Linked DNA regions of Mus musculus: region 1 is linked to region 2. A link is a contact called in public Hi-C data. All regions are on one chromosome and are shown on one strand. Each heading gives the region's core, a stretch centred on a gene start, on an enhancer-like site or on the middle of the called end of the contact. The rest is flanking DNA. Distances are from core to core; before and after follow the strand shown. Region 1 overlaps Dennd1a (DENN/MADD domain containing 1A). Region 2 overlaps Dennd1a (DENN/MADD domain containing 1A).

Region 1 (3,548 bases), core at 485-2,984, 280 kb after region 2:
GTCCCTAACATAAACTCCTCAGTGGGTCATTTTAAACTGCATTTAAAGACATTTTGAAATGAAGAGATAAAGTAAGATTAAAAAAAAAAAAACCTAGACTATGCAAGCACACTACCCCACTAGTCACTACATGCTGTATTTAATTCTAACATTGGAGAGAGTGATTGTGGATAACTTTATTATCAAGGGGCAGTTGTGTTTAGGCAGATGAAGAGTTCATGGAGGCTCACCCAGTTCATGGAAAGCAGAGCTCAACAGCTGTGGCTCTACACCTGCCAGCCTTTGCCAAGGTACCTTTTCATTTGATCACAGGACTAGTACTGCATAACCCACACAGTGGTACACAACACAGCCATTCAGAAGTTTAGTAAGACTTAAAAATTAATGTGTAAAATTAAATGCATCTTGCTCTGCAGGTGTCCTGAAAGTGATCAATTTAAGGAGAAGCAATACAGGAGCATTTTAGAATGAAGGATAACTGGTGGCAAGCAGTACCTCGACATTCTGCAGGTCACTCCAAGTCATTCTAGTAGGCTGGGGCAAGTGTCCTCCTGCATTGAAGCTGGCCTTGATCATAGACGCCAGCCTGAGCAGCAGAGGACACTGAGAAGGTATGCAGATGGTTCCCTCCAGGCCACCCTGTCTATCACCAGTCTGTGGCATGGGGGAGTAACACTTTCAGAGTTGGCCCTACTTACAAGAGAGCGGAAGAGCTCTGGCATGAGAAAAGTGGCAGTTTCAGACACTTTCCCACTCTGGGGATGAATGTAGCTATCTAAGAATGGGTGATGGGAGGACACTACACTGCACATAGACTGCATGGTTCCTTCACACACAAAAAAGTCAGAAGCAAATATTTTCTTATAAAAGATTTCATTGAATTTTCAATGAATTAAAAAATAAATTTTGCTCAAAATGTATACTTTATGGATTAGCAAGAGAAATAAGAGTAAAAAAGTTTCTGTAAGAAGTGGCTCTACAGCTTCAACACCGGGGCTAGCAGTGTATCACACTGGTTGGAAATTCTAAAGCTTACACATAAAAACTGTCTTGGTCAGAAAGACAGAAAGAAAGCACAGCTCCCTTTCAATTATTCCTCCGTTCAGTCATTCTTTCATCACTCATCCACATCAATGCCTGAACAGAGCAGGTAACAAACAAACACATGCTTGATTATTAGTAGACATTTAGTAAGTGACCTAAAATTACTTTCTTTCAAGTTTGTTTGTTTGATTTAAATTAAACCTAACTGAAGGTGTCCAGTATCTCAGCACTTACACAAACCAATAATACTAAGACCAAGGTGCTCAGAGAATGAAAGCTCTTATCTGGACCTAGCAGCTGTGGGACTTGTGCTGCTCTGGACCATGCTGGGTCTAAGCCTGGTATATGATCCTGGCTACTCCACAGAGCCCACAGAAAAAAGCACATTTTTGGCTGTCCTTTTTCTCAAGACCAGGCCAGCAATCCTTGAGAGTGGTAGGAAAGCACACATAAGGGCAAGGAAAATTACTTCTGCAATCATTGTTTTTCAGTTAGCATCTTCACAGATCTCTACTCCTGGGTCAAATTTGAGCTGATCAAGTAGAGAGTGAGCACATGGACAACACTTACCTTCAAAGAGGAAGGAACACTCACAATGCCCATTTGCTTTTAAAGGTTCCCAGATAGCAACAGTATTAAGCTCTCATCCTCAGCATTAGCAGAAAGGGTGTTCAAAGCCTTAAAAGGGAGGGGGAGTGTGGGAGCCTGCCGGCATTATGGCTGCCTTGAAAGCTGCAGACTGCTGCAGCCACAGTCCATCAGTTTCACGCCTGTGGTTTCATTTCATTCTCATTCAATTTAAATTACTAATAATCAGGAAACCTACATGACAAGACATCCATTAAAGACAACTACTAATAAAATCAAAACTAAATATCAAATTGGATCATGGTACAGCTTGCTTCTGGGTTATCATTTAAGCTTGCATACAGTGAAATCTAATACAGTGGAGGCACTGCTCCAAAGAACAAGACTAATTGCCTTTTTGAGTTCTCCCAGGGAAGTTTTGTTAACAAACAGAAGCCACTTAAGATCCTAGATGCATGCATGCTTGATGGGACAGAGAGAGAGAGATAAATGTTTATTTAAGCTCAATAAACCACAAGGCCAGCTACCTTACAATACTCACACAAGCTGTCAGTAGTAATGTATAAGCTGGCTTGCAAGTCTAGTGCAATATAACTTTGCCTGAGTGAATGAACATGACTACTCTTTTCCTTTGCCAGGCACAATTACTATCCAAATTATTCTAAGGCTAAATACTGGTTACTTCATCCATCAGGAAACTCAGCAGTGCCGCACAATGCCATGTAGAATGATTCATGGAGAGACACAAGACCTGTAGATGAGTGACTGCATGCTCTCAGATCTTGTCAAATACCTTGGGAAAGTAATGCCTCCCTTATTTGTTTTGTTTTGAGCTCTCAGTGTGAAGCCCAGGCAGTCTTGAACTTCCAGTCCTCTTGCCTCAGCTTTCTGTATTGGGATTATGGTATGAGCAACCATATCCCGGTAAGAAGTTTCTCTGGGCCTTCCTGGCATACTGAAGGACAAATGGGGATCAGATATTAAACCTGACTGTAAAATTGTTAGAGCAGAAGGCTTCCTGATAGCAACAGTAGTAGACCTACTATTTGCCTGTCCAATGAATAAAGTCTATACTATGGGCCAGATGTTGACTAGGTGATGCATATTAAACAGGGGCTCATTTTATCTGTAAAACTGCTATAAAGGATAATAATAAACCTAAGGCTTTCAAAAAGAGAGCCACTGTCCAAAATCACAGCTTCTGGGTAGGATGGAGATTCAATCCTACACAGTCTAGCAAAATCTACCTTCCTATTTTCTTCCATTAAGAAAAATATAAATATTTCTGTAAGGCTGAATTGTATCACTGACACTTCAAAATCTTAGTCCATATCATAAAAGGGGGTCATGACACCATTATATATCTAGGTCCCATTTTAATTTTGGATTTTTACATTGTTTACACTAACGTAATTTTGAGTAGCCTCATGGATGAGGGGACCACTATAGGAAGCCTTTACAGTTTCTCAGAGACTGCCTGGGGAGAACTCTAGTTGTCCACTAGCTTTTGCCAGAATACATGGTTCAGTCCTCCCTGCCTCACTTAAATGTTGGAAGTGTGTTGCTGAAATGGCCCCTGTCCCTCCAGCATGCATAGTCCAAATTTTTGCAGAGCAGCTACAGAGGCAGTTTTCTTAACAACTCTTCCATCTGGTTTTCACAGCAGCCCTTCCTCCAGAGCCCAAAGAAGTCACAGTCAGCTCCTGTTTCTCTGGGATGCTAGCTGTCTTTTCATGTTGCTGAGTATATATTATGTCTGTCTGTCAGCAGATTGGGGAATGGTCTCCATCCTGACAGATACATTTTATAAATGCCTTAAAAGCACACACACTAATGTGAAGGAAAAAAGGAAATTCTTCTGGTTTTGGACTCTGGCTATTTGCTCTTTGCAGCTGAAGGTGTCAAGGGAATGAGAT
Region 2 (3,560 bases), core at 943-3,442:
AATGGTGAGGATGCTTTCTGATAAGCTCAAGCCGTGGAGACTGAAGAGCAGTAAGCCTACAATGGGGCTTGGCCTTGCAGGAACGCTTCTTTGACAAGGCAGCTTACTCTCACCTGTGGACTCTTCAGTGTTAAGAGGCCTGGGGCTTCCTTTGGAATGTGGCTGACTGCCTTTGAGCTGCACCACTCAAAGCACAGCCCAGGTTCCTGATGTGACAACAGAGGCTCAGACTCTGACACCAATGACCAAGTTCCCTGTCTGGCCTTATTTAACACCTGCTCAGCATTTCAAAGGAGCCTCCAAGAGGAAGGCTGGGGCTACATGCTTGGTCACCACAAAGCTCTGGCTCATTGGGTTCCTGGGGAGAGATGAGAGGGAGCAATAGTACTCACTGCTCAGGGCTTGAGACAGATGTCCTCCTGCCTTCCACAGTGATGTTGCTCTTGGGTCTCCTGACGACATGTGGACGAGGAGGCCGTACCTAAGGATGAACATGGGGAAATCCCCAAGAAGGAGTGAGTTAAAAAGGCCCCACAGGTCCACTGTGAACATTTGGGTAAACAGCCCCAGAGGGCTTGGTTACAGGTTCTCCAGGCCTGGGCTACCATGGTCTCCTGGTTATTACGTAAACACCACCACTTAACATACAGCATATGGATATATATGCTCTCTGGAATTTAAGCCAGAAAGGCTCTCCTCATCTGCAGACCCAGTGGCCTCTCAGAGAGCTGACTGAGGTGTGAACAACATGGGAGGCAGAACAGCAACACCCTATTTATGGAATTCAGTGTGTGGAACAAAGAGGTTCCACTCACATTTGTTTGGGGGACTCACACTCAAAATACTTTTTTACAGCTGAATTACAGGATACTTATTTTCCTCTCTAAAGGGAAGGAGGGAGCAACTGACAACTCCACAGAGTGCCCAGCTAAGCCAACTTGCTTCTCAGGGTACCGTATGCCCTGTCTTCCAGTAGGGCTAAAGTGGATGCTGCACAAAGCACAGCTTACGGTGGCAGTGGGCACACGAGGGCAGCAGGCAGCTTCCTACACTCACCTCTTACTACACTGTGGGTAGATGGGTTATTCTGAGCTGCCACAATAGTGAAGCCACAGAGGAAAGGATGCCCACTTCCTTGTCCCATCAGAGCCCGTGATAGATGTTAGGCTGTGAATTTCTGGGTACTCTTAGAATGAGTCTCATTTGGTCTAATCAGTATTATGTGACTTTGTGTATGGTACCATCACCTCTGACCACTTCTAATGTCACAGAGATTGGGAAGAGAGCTGAGAATGTCTCTCTGTGGCTCCTGCTGTTCATGCAGATGAGCCAGCATTGCAGCAGGTATAGGGAGCATGCATTCTCTGCAGCTGCAATGAGACACTGGCTGACAGACGAGAAAGACAGTGCCCACACTCCATTACAACAACCCTTCTTCAGAACAACCCTCCCGCCCCCCAGCAACTGGTGGGCGACACAAAACAATGGCTTAGGAACAAGATTACAGAGGCTGGCTGCATACAAGACCAATCTCGATAGAGTCTCATGGAACCCTCAGGTCTGCGCACGTCTGACCAAACCAAAGATTTTCCTGTGGAGCGGCCAGTCTGAGCTCAGACGTCTTTGGCAAATCAGAGATGTGGTAAAGGCCAAGAACATTCCACAAAACATGCTGTCTTCTTCCACGGAGCTATTGTTAAGACTTAACCACAGGGTGTGGGTAACACACTGGTGTGGACATTGCACAGAGTGTGAGCTCCAGAAATGCTTGCCTGCTTCTTTGTGATCGAGATGCCCCCTTTTATCAATAGCAAAAGGAAGGAGGGGAGGTGCCTGTAAGAAGATAGATTGCAGATAGTCTTAATCCTTTTAGCATCCTGTGAGGTGCCTGGTACATAGTGGAACTTCAGCAAGATTTGTAGACAGGCCAATGTTACTGTCTGGAATCTAACAGCAGTAAATACTGCTGTGGTTGTCATTGTTATTAGAAAGGTGCCTGCCACTCAACAGACATTTGGTCAACATTTGCCGAATAAATACATGGCTATATCTGTCCCCACTCTCATATGGAAGTGGTTTCCCCAGCAAGGCTTCTTGGATCCCTGAGACTCTGCCTACAAAGGAAGAGAATGCAGCTGGGTGGAAGAGCTCTCCTGCCCTTGCCAGGGACCTGGGGACTGAGTTCAGGAAGGTCAGACATTATGGCCTGTCAGCTTGTCCCACACAGGGCTGCTCCTTACTACAATGAAGACAGGTTAAGAATGTGAACTTGCCACTGAAATGGGGGGATTAAGTTTGTGGCAACTTCAACTGAACTTGCAACGTGGTGAAACATGGGGAAAAAGAACAACAGAGCTAATTAGACGAGCTGAGCTGTCAGAGTGCTGCTGAATGGCTCAGCGCCAACAAACAAAAGGAATGGGTTGGCAATCAGCAGGATCGATGGAGGAGACTGCTTCATTAGGGATGATAAAACAGACAGAGGAGGGAGAGGAGGGAGGGGTGAGGGAGGGTGGGAAAGACACAACGGACCAGAGACAGTCACCCCTGTGGTTACAGACCCACCCAGAGTCACACATTCCTCACTGGTGTAGGATTATCATTATAGACAAACACCCAAATGCACCAGGGCTCAGAGACTGCAGTGTATATACAGTCTTACAAACAGATATCCACAAAGGCAGGCATTAAGAGGTAATGGTGCATTCTCTCTCTCTCTCTCTCTCTCTCTCTCTCTCTCTCTCTCACACACACACACACACACACACACACACACACACACACACACACCCCATGCAGTGGCAGGCTACAACCAGGCCTAGACACACAGACAACTGGTTTAATCAAAGACAATGCAGATAAACCCCTGTGTATTTCAGCAGTACCATCCTTCTTCTGGGGTGCTTAGCAAGGGTGAAGCCTGGGTGGAGGGGAAAACCACTCTCATACACAACAGGGGCTGGCCCACCACTGCTAAGATCTCAGCAGCACCAGGGGAGAGAATGCTAAACAGGGCTTTCCAGATCTGTTTGGGGGGACTAGAGAGGAAAGTTGGGAAGCCAGCCAATTCCCCACCGGATTCAAAACCTGAGAAATCTAAGTCGGCAGGGTTAAGTGTGTATTGAATACAAAAGCACCAAGTACATTTGATTTTAATGGTGAGCAAGAAATAATAAATAGCTGATAAAGTGCTTCACATGTGGCCCACAGCAGCCTGCCTCTCCCTTCTCCCTGGTGGCTCCAGACACTGCCCTTCATCCAGGAGACACCAGCATGATTTTCTTTTGCTCTTTCTTTCTCCTTATTAAGAAGACCCCTCAGACCCTCTGGTCATAGCCAAGCTCCAGCCACAGGTGCTGGGCTACACAATCCCTCCTGTCAAGGCTGAGTGCCTACCATCCCATGGCTTTTCCACCCAGGCCAGCAGCTGTTGTACTCAGCCATGTTTATAGCCAGTGACCTGGCAAATCCTGACATAGAATCATGTCAGGCTGTCCTCTCTGTGACCCTTAAGAGTTCCATGATCCAGGTCTCTCGAGTTTCTTTCCATCCAGTGTGGG

The links. Hi-C and Micro-C count contacts between places; a contact is called where the count stands out from the background.
Region 1: a Hi-C map of the N1E-115 cell line shows a contact between it and region 2, with 2.5 times the contacts expected there. The contact joins two enhancer-like sites. A contact is called at or near these places in 3 of 484 Hi-C or Micro-C datasets (CD8 T cells, the N1E-115 cell line and embryonic stem cells).

The regions. Positions count from the first base shown.
Region 1 is chr2:38,092,832-38,096,379 of GRCm38.p6, forward strand. All of the region lies in intron 5 of Dennd1a (DENN/MADD domain containing 1A), which reads right to left. Among named protein-coding and RNA genes, the nearest start is that of Dennd1a, 190 kb to the right of the region's middle. Within about 2 kb of position 1,735, at least 10 of the 459 cell types and tissues checked have an H3K27ac peak or open chromatin away from gene starts, as enhancers often do. A contact at or near this core is called in the N1E-115 cell line, where this site is marked.
Region 2 is chr2:37,816,524-37,820,083 of GRCm38.p6, forward strand. It overlaps Dennd1a (DENN/MADD domain containing 1A), which reads right to left. Exons shown (of 23, transcript NM_001362973.1): 20 at 393-481. Among named protein-coding and RNA genes, the nearest start is that of Crb2, 42 kb to the left of the region's middle. Within about 2 kb of position 2,193, at least 24 of the 459 cell types and tissues checked have an H3K27ac peak or open chromatin away from gene starts, as enhancers often do. A contact at or near this core is called in the N1E-115 cell line, where this site is marked.